Linked DNA regions of Mus musculus: region 1 is linked to region 2. The links are chromatin contacts, called in public Hi-C maps. All regions are on one chromosome and are shown on one strand. The core of a region is the stretch at or near the end of the contact, and the rest is flanking DNA. Distances in the headings are between cores, read along the strand shown. Region 1 has its middle 83 kb from the start of Gm52144. Region 2 overlaps Peli2 (pellino 2).

Region 1 (4,201 bases), core at 945-3,444, 76 kb after region 2:
ACCTTCCCTGTTCTTAATAAGGAACTGTTCTGTGGCACAATTCAACCCACAGCAGCAGTGCCTACCAACCCTATGGTCTTGGTGTGGGTCTGAATGCAAGTCCCTTCAGCCTAATTTTCCAAAAAGCATTTATGGATGAACAGCTTTCCAGCTTTCATCCTCTGCCCCCAAGGAAAGGTGAGATGCGCCTCCTGGCTTGCAGGAGTATAACCAGGGAATCTCGTGTCTAGTACCATCTGGGAGGTAAGGGAAAGAAGCAGAGGAGGGCACCCCCAGTCTTGGTCTTTCATAATTCCAGAGCCTATTGTTTAGCAAAAAGAAGAAAGTAAAGAGTTGGCAGAAAACAGCAGTGAGGCCAAAGGTTGCCAGAGATGAGAACAGATGGGGAGGTGACAGGCAGGCAGGACCAGAGCTAGTAAGATTTATCTCATCGTCTCCATGTCAACCATGCAACACTTTCTTCATTAGCAGGCTGGAGGATGCAAGCTAGGCCAGAGTTGAGCCTAGTTGCTGTGAAGAGTGGGTGTGGGAATAAGGAGGACAGAGGCTCGGGAGGCTGGCATTGAGCCTGGGTGTGTGGGAAGCATGGGATAGCTCAGCAAAGCTAGCATGGGCCCGAATCAGTTCATGCTACAAGTTATGATGACTCCAGAGCTCAGGCCATCACTAGACCATGAGCAGGACACGGTTTGCCAGAGCAAGAGGAGACTGGAGAGATAACCAGGTTTGAATTTCCATTCCACGTCCTGGGCCCACTTGGCCATAGGTAAATCATTTCGTACTTCAGGCCTCACATCTATAAAATGGGGAGAAGAAAAATACCTAACCTATAGGCCAATGTGAAGACGAAGACATGCTTCCTATAGAAAGGCATGTAACTGATGGTGAGTGGCTGATACCTGGTAGTTACGATGAGAGAATCTTGCACCAACCAAGCAACAGTACCGTTTGAAATGTAGGCAGAAAGCAAGCCAGAACTTAGGTGTCCTGGAACTGTTCTCTAACTCCTGGGTTTAAACATACATGTGGGATCATAAGTATTGCTGCTGACTAGAAGTCACATACAACAAGTAGCTGTTTTTCTCTCTAGTGAAAACAAGCAGAAGGGGTCAGGATTGCGCTGAGAAGTTTGCCCTCAATTATGATTGAAGGAGCAGCAGTCCAACTAGTGTCTTGGCACTGTGACCTCTGCTCTGCTTTCAAAAATGAGTGGAAAGATAACGATAAGGATAACCGTTTGCCTGGTGTTTGCCATGTTGCCACATCCCATTCTTTACTTCTGTGCATATGTTCACCTCTTTCTTTGTCGCTGTGACCAAAGACCTGATGAAACAGCTTAAAAGGAGTGAATATTTATTTCAGAGTCCCAAGGAGTTCACTCCATGGTCACTTAGCTCCACTCACAAAATGGGAGGATGCAAAGAGGAAATTGTTTTCCTTATGGTAGACAAGAAGCAGAGCGAGGAAGAGGGTGGAGGCCAGCTATATCCTCCAAGGTCACTCCCAGCATGTGTACACACATACACTCACACACACACACACACTCACTCACTCACATACATACACACTCACACACACACTCACATACCCTCACACAATCACACACACTCACAAATACACACTCACACACACATTCACATACACTCACACACACACACCAGTGACAGCTTCTTCTAGTGAGGCTCCCACCTCCCAAAACAGTGTTACCAACAGGGATCAAGGGTTCAACACACCAGCCTGCAGGAGACGTTTCATACTCAAAGCCTAACCAGTTCATATCATTCCACTTAACCTGCACAGCAAACATATCAGACTCATGGTTAGGACTTCATTTTTACAGGGTAAGCTTAGCCCAAGAGAGTCAGAGGTAAGTTCTGCCTCCAAAGCGCATGCCCATTGCCACTTCCCTGGCATGATGCGTCCTCTGTATGCTGTGGCTTTATCAAAGCCATGTGTGTGCATGTCCCTATATGTGCACATATGTGCTCATACACTGATGTGTGGGAGCTCCCAGGCTTTACCTCCAAGCTCAGCAGCTACAGAAAGGAAAGGTGGATTGCTTCATTTCTTCTGTTCTATCTCACAGAACTTACTGTTCCCTGCAGGGCACAGTTTAGGGAGCAATGCTGAGAGGGATTGAAAGAAATAAGACCTGAGTCATGAACACTTTAGTGCCGCCCCCTCTCAGGAATATTAAGTGTTCCAGAACTCTATAAATAATGCCAATGTGACTCATTTCCTAACTGGGTCATGGCCACCAGCTCTAATCCCTCCCTTCCTTTACCTCTGCTACAATGGATCAGCCATTCTATGGACTGTTATATAGCCATTAGTAGTTAGGACGGGAGAGATAGTTCAGCAGTTAAGAGTGCCTGCTGCTTTTTCAGACCAGAGTTCAGATCCCAGCACCCACAATGCCTGTAAGTCCACCTCTAAAGGATTCACTTTCCTCCTCTGGACTCCACAGGCACGAGCACACAGGTAGAAGAACGCCCTCCGCTTGGCCTCTACACAACGGCAATGGCAACTGTCTCCTGGTGTATTGATCCCCATGTCGCAGGTGGAGAAACTTGGACATACATAGGTGGAATGGTTAAGGAAGAGCCTAAGCCTTCTCTGTTAGAAAGAACAACATCAATGCCTTCAGCTCCCTGAGCAGAAGGTGACAGGTTCTGCCTGACATTATTATTTCCAAGGCTTTGCACGGTATTAGATCACTTTTGCATAATCACTCCATTCTCTTTTATGAGGCTTGAGGTTTAATTGAAGGTTCCAATAAGATATTTTATGTGTTTAATGGATTTCGGTATAATAACCAGAGACTGCAGTGAAACTCAGAAGGCCAGCTGACTTTCAATGAAGCTGTGTAGCATGGAGGTAGGGGAGTGGATTTTCAGTGAGACACCCTAAGCCTATAGTGTAGTAGACACAAAGATACATAGAGAGAATGAAGGCGTCTGAGCTTATCGGACAGTGTGGAGTGCATATGCCTAATCTAGGCTGTGATAGACAGACATTGGGCTTGTGGAGTGGCCAGTTCTCTGCTGGCAAAAGCTTTGACAGCATCTCCCACTGGTCACTCTGGGGACCCCAGGGGATACGGCCCACGCTTTTTCCTCTGCTGCTTTCTCCTGGGGTCCTTAGCCTGGATTGCTGTACCACAAACCACCACTTGCAGGTTGGCACAGTTTCCAAAGCCTGTAACAACAGCCCCTCCCTTCCTGTCTCCAAAACACTCACTCACATCTTTTTGAGTGATTGCTCAAGGAATTGTTCTGCTTGGCACTGAAAGGAAAATGAGATTAAGAAAAAGAGCAAGAAACAAGGGAATTAAACATGACAGGAAACCTTCCGTGTACAGTACAACCAAGCGATTTCCCCAGAACATTTTAGAGTCTATTGCTGGCTAGGCATTCCTTCCCTTCCCAGCCCTCTTGAGAATATTTTATAATTGCAGACAAGCACTCTCACCACAGATATGTTAAACTTAATATACTTGAGATGCCGTGTACTGCATGTCTCAAATGTTCAGTGCTTGGCCTATACAGGGCAGTGGACAATCAGTAAGTGACTTCACTCGTAACCAAGGAACCTTTGCCCTCTCTGAGGTGGAAGTGTGAAGCATAGATGGTCATGGCTCCCTATGCAGACCACACAAGCTGACTGTCCTTGGCTTCTATTAAAATATGAGGGGTTCCAATCCTCTATGCTTTTTCTGAGACATAACTCAAATGTGAATGTGTGAGATATAGCTAAGACACTCCTTATGAATCAGGATTCCTGGATTCCCACAGACTGACTCAGCCGACCTCAGGAGCCCCAGCTCTGGATTTAGCTGCAGCCACTTCTTACCCTCGAGTGACCCCGAGGATCATCACTCTTTGAGGAACTGAACTAGAGCCCTTACCTAGAGGAGCACAGGTCCTTGTGCGTCTGTATCATCCCTCCATCCCATCTCTTAGGCTGTTGCTGCTGTTCAGGGCCACATGCATTCTTTAGGGTCAAAATATGACCTTTCAGGGGAAAGATTCTACAAAGCTCTCCTTTCTTGACTAGGAACAAGCCCTGGTGTGTTCCTTCACCTATCTGCGAAGGACATCATTCTTTCCATGCATTGTTTACTTTGCTAGTGACATTGGCATTGATTGGCTTATAGTTTGGGGCTTAGGGCTCCATTTCTTGCTAATTTTTTTTCTAGTGG
Region 2 (4,420 bases), core at 1,832-4,331:
AATCAGCCTGGCACCGTGGCTTGTGACCTAAGGAGCCAAGAGCAGGCCGGATACAGTCTTCTGGGTATTGGAAGATAGAGCTCGGCCTAGCCCCATGGCCAGTGAGGTGCGTGTGGATGCTGGGGAATGGGATGGAACTGATGGAAGAGCCAAGATACTGGTGAAAGCAAGTGGAGATTGGATGCAGGAGAGGGCAGCAATATAAAGTGATGGATCCCAAGTGGTTAAAAAATTAAGTTCACTGCAGAGTTGGGAGGGGAAGGAGAAGGACAGCAGCTGACCCATGCTAGAGGCACATGAGGCAGCTAGATCCTCTCAGTGACCCCTGCGGCTCACCATTCCTCTCTCTCCAGAGCTCGTGGCCGGAGCCCAAAGGAAAGGAGGGAACAGCACACGAGCAAGTCCCACGGCGGTGGCTGCTGCTGCTACGGGCATTTTCTTTTCCTCCACCTTAATTCTTTTCACTAGTCTTGTTTCCGTAGCCCCAGTGCTTGGATGCAGGGCTTGATCTTAGGGATGGAGCGCAGTCTCAGAGCCAAGGGGTTGGTGACACGGGAGGGTTGACTGAATTGTTCCAGCGCCTGGACACCCCTCCTGAGATTCACAGAGACAGCTCTCCAGCTCGCCAATCTCTGTGGTGGTGTCCTTCCACCCACTGGTGCTGACCACTCCCCACGGCTTCTGAAGAGCTGCCTAGTGGCTGCCCCTGTGTTATTCTGCTCTCTGTGGGTTACAGATACGCAGAGAAAGGCTAAGACGGTGGGGTCAGTGCAGCCTTCATAGGAAAGAAGACTGTGGCTGATGGAGATCGATGTGGAAAGGAATCTAGAACCTATTATTCATGAGTCGGGTACTTGTCCTGACTATGTCCCTTCTTTGATACTAGAAAATATTTAGACCACTTATTAACTACTTATTAACTTTATCAAGGCGTATTCTGTACAAAGGCTTATTTAACAAGGAGCTCACTATTTAAATGAAGTGTGAGACTCACAATGTGAACACATAAAGTATAATTGAAGGCAAACATGAAGACCTGGGCTCCTCTACCCACATCGTTTCTGGGCCCCTGGTTCTCTGTATACTCCTGAGACGGTACCAGCTGCTCTGCTGTATAATTGCTGGATTGCCAAGCATCGTCCCTCTCCGTGCTGCCTGTTTTCAAGGTCTTGTCTCCAGGGTGCATGTCTTCACAGAGCCTAGCACATTGCTGGCTACTCACTGTAGAGAGAACAAGTAGATATGTATATACATGCATGGAAAGTCAGCTTGGGAGAATGAGCTTTGGGGACAGAGGTCTGACCCTAGGAGACCAGGAAAGGAAGTGGCTAGGCTAGCTGCTCCAAGCAGCAAGTGGATCAACAAAGAGGCTACCCGGGCTGGGGTAGGCGCAAGAGTATGTTAGAGCAGCAGCAGGTCTCAGAAAGGGAGTACCTTATTCAGAGATGTAGGCATCTGAGATTTCCAGCTCAGCACGGGGTGTAGACCTTGTTGCTGTAGGGCTAGCAAAGGAGGCAGAGATGAGAAGGAGCCTGTCAGGGTTCTCTAGAGTCACAGAACTAATGGGTAGTCTCTATATAGTATGGGAATTGTTAATGACTTACTGATCACAACAGTGATCAGCAGCAGCTATGAATGGAAGTCCAAGGATCTAGCAGTTGCTCAGTCCCACAAGGCAAGCAGGCAAAGAGGAGAGTGAGTGGGGCGGGCATCAGGAACTGGCGGAGTGGTTTTCAGCACTCTCCCGTGTTGGCTGTGAATTAATGAGGCATAGGAAGAGAGGACAAGGAAGGGTCGTAACCGCTACAATGTTGCTCTTTCAAGAGAGGTGACTTCATTCTGCCCTGCTCTTCTTATTCTAGAGGTAGTCAGAGTTCCCAAAAGGGCCACTGGGAAAACAGGCTGCAAGAACCTGGTGCCCCACCCCCACCCTTCCACACCCGCATATCCGCAGGTAAGACAGGACGGGAGGACCCTTGCTCCACAAGTCAGGTTTAGAGGTTAGAGACTGAGCTACTCAGCTAATCCTTGTGAAGTCTGAATCCAAATCCTAATGGTCTGAGAGTTTAAAGTATTGCTGGCCTGTGGTTCCCCCACCAGTGTAATCTCAATGCCTTAGAGATGTCAGGGAACCACCCAGCATCTAAACCAAGCTGCATCTGGCCACATCTTGCCCACCTCTTATGCTTGCCTCATGTCTATTTTATCTACCAGTGCAGCAGGATGGAGGTCTTTCTGATTTTTACGCGTGTCTGTGGTCCTTATGCATGTGTCCTAACACATGGGTCCTGACCCATCTGCTGCATTGTGCACTTAGGCCTTGCCCCTGGCCACCTCCTTGAGTGCCACTGTAGCCTCCCTTGCTGGCCACCTGGCTTACTGATTGCAGAGTCCTTTTGAACAGAGAGGTGTTCTGAGCTCTTCTGCCAGCCATAAATGACACAAAGGCATAAGAAGGGGGACTGTGCTTATGCACGTACACAATGTCCCTAAAATCCTATTTCAGGCTACATGCTTGTCCTGAGGCCTTAGTGAGTGTTAAGGCTTCCTATACTTTATTCTACCAGATGTGCTGGTATTCACATTACTCTTTGTAAGCCATAAAACATGAAGCAATTCCTAGCTGCACCCTTTAACTCTTTGAAGAAGTTGATCTGGGACAACTGTGTTACAGGGAAATGGGATTTTTGTTTGGGTACAGTTGCGTTTTCTGGGGTGCCTTTGTGATAGTTAGTGAACTCCTCAAACCTTGGAGACTAGCACTTTGAAAAGCCGTGTTTTGTTAAAATGGCATTCTACTAGCATACACCTCACAACAGAGTTCTAGTCCTTGGCGTTCGTTCGTTTTGCTTCCATACTGGTACCCGTGGGGTTCACCCCCTCCCTCCTCCCCTGTCTTTCTGCCTATTTGGTGGGATAGTTGAAGAGGTTGAGCTAGGAGTGGTTGCTGGGTTCCCTGTAAGGTTCCTTGAATGGTCTCGTGAGGGTTGGAAGCTATATTTTACCGTGTGTCTCCCAAGCATCGCATCAGTCTTCGGAGCGTGCTCTGATTCATCGCCCTGATTCATGGCCATCAGCTGTGTGAGTAACGCTGTGTAGGAGTGCGTGGACCATGACCAACCTCTCTGAAGGAGCACGGGAGGCAGTGCTGGGTCCCGAATCTCTGGCACCGTCAGATCCTTTTACCCTGGGTTATTGAAACCAGGGCCATGAGAAAGGTGCTGTTCCTGGATGATTCTGCATGGCATACATGTGTTCTGCCTGCACACCTTAGCACTGGCATGTACAGAGCCCAGGAAGCAGCGTTAGGTTGTGGGCAGCCAACTAGAAAAGGGGAGAGCATCTGTTCAACATCAGAAAGGTCAGTTGATGCCTCCACATTTTTCCCAAGTCTACCCTTCACTTAGGCCCATAGCCACATGGTTAGAGATGAACTTGGCCCCATCTGATGGGCTTTACTCCTCACCTTTCCCCTAGTTACTTTTGGCAGTGAGAAGTGGCTGGTGGCTTTATGGCAGACGCCTGTCTCCTGCAGGGTTCACGGAAACACTTGAAATGCATGCTCTTTAAAGTCAGTGCTTTTGTGGCGTGAATATAATTAAATTTTTAGGATTTACGAATTAGAACACATTTAACATGTGTCAACCTAAACATCCCGAATTTGCTTTAAAATACACACAGGCAGGTGTGAGCAAGGCCTTTCTGTAGAGAGGAACAATCTCATAGCGGATGCTGGCGAGACGAGGCTCGTTATCAGGCTTTAATCACACTCATATGATCATCTTAGAGCAGTTCTAAAGCTCTGCTGTGTAGACGCTACCGCTTGGCGCCGAGTAGTGTGAGCACGCTTGTGCACACCACGGCTCTCCCAGCTGGGCGCCTGCCTGCTCGTGGTTGTGGCTGGCACCTTGTTTGTAGGTGTGTTCCTTCAGTGTTTCTGTTTGCTCGGTTTAGCTTGAGGCCCTGTTTCTCCGAATTTATCAGTGGAGCCCACTGGGGCCAGAGTGGAGAGTGGGTTCCTCCAAAGAAGAACCCTCTTTGCATTTCCTGGAACAGAACCTACTGCTGCCCCCGACCAATGGAGACAGCTTCCAGCTAGAGTAAGTAGGTGGTTTGATTTGTCTGTTTTGAGACACAGTCTCACTGTGTAACCCTGGCTGGCCTAGATCTCCTTGTAGTCTAGAATGATCTCAGATTTGTGGACATTTGAGGGGTTTTTTTGTTTTGTTTTTGTTTGTTTGTTTGTTTTTTGTTTTTGTTTTTGCTTTTGCTTTTAAATCCCAAGATACCTCTGTCCACAAAGTTGTGTTGGGACTGACCTCAAATTTCAGTGAGATTTTGTCACAAAACGTAGGCAGATCTCTAGAAATAGAATTTGTCAGTTCTAAGGTTGCTCTAAAAATCTTCATATGATTCCTGC

The links. Hi-C and Micro-C count contacts between places; a contact is called where the count stands out from the background.
Region 1: a Hi-C map of embryonic fibroblasts shows a contact between it and region 2, with 1.8 times the contacts expected there. The contact joins two enhancer-like sites. A contact is called at or near these places in 5 of 484 Hi-C or Micro-C datasets (embryonic fibroblasts, myeloid progenitors, natural killer cells and 2 more), 1 of 115 datasets of contacts at active chromatin or transcription factors (CD8 T cells) and 1 of 9 other capture datasets (embryonic stem cells).

What each region holds. Positions count from the first base shown.
Region 1 is chr14:48,286,602-48,290,802 of GRCm38.p6, forward strand. No RefSeq gene overlaps it. Among named protein-coding and RNA genes, the nearest start is that of Gm52144, 83 kb to the left of the region's middle. Within about 2 kb of position 2,195, at least 49 of the 459 cell types and tissues checked have an H3K27ac peak or open chromatin away from gene starts, as enhancers often do. A contact at or near this core is called in embryonic fibroblasts, where this site is marked.
Region 2 is chr14:48,209,955-48,214,374 of GRCm38.p6, forward strand. All of the region lies in intron 2 of Peli2 (pellino 2), which reads left to right. It also overlaps the pseudogene Gm6498. Among named protein-coding and RNA genes, the nearest start is that of Gm52144, 6.3 kb to the left of the region's middle. Within about 2 kb of position 3,082, at least 30 of the 459 cell types and tissues checked have an H3K27ac peak or open chromatin away from gene starts, as enhancers often do. A contact at or near this core is called in embryonic fibroblasts, where this site is marked.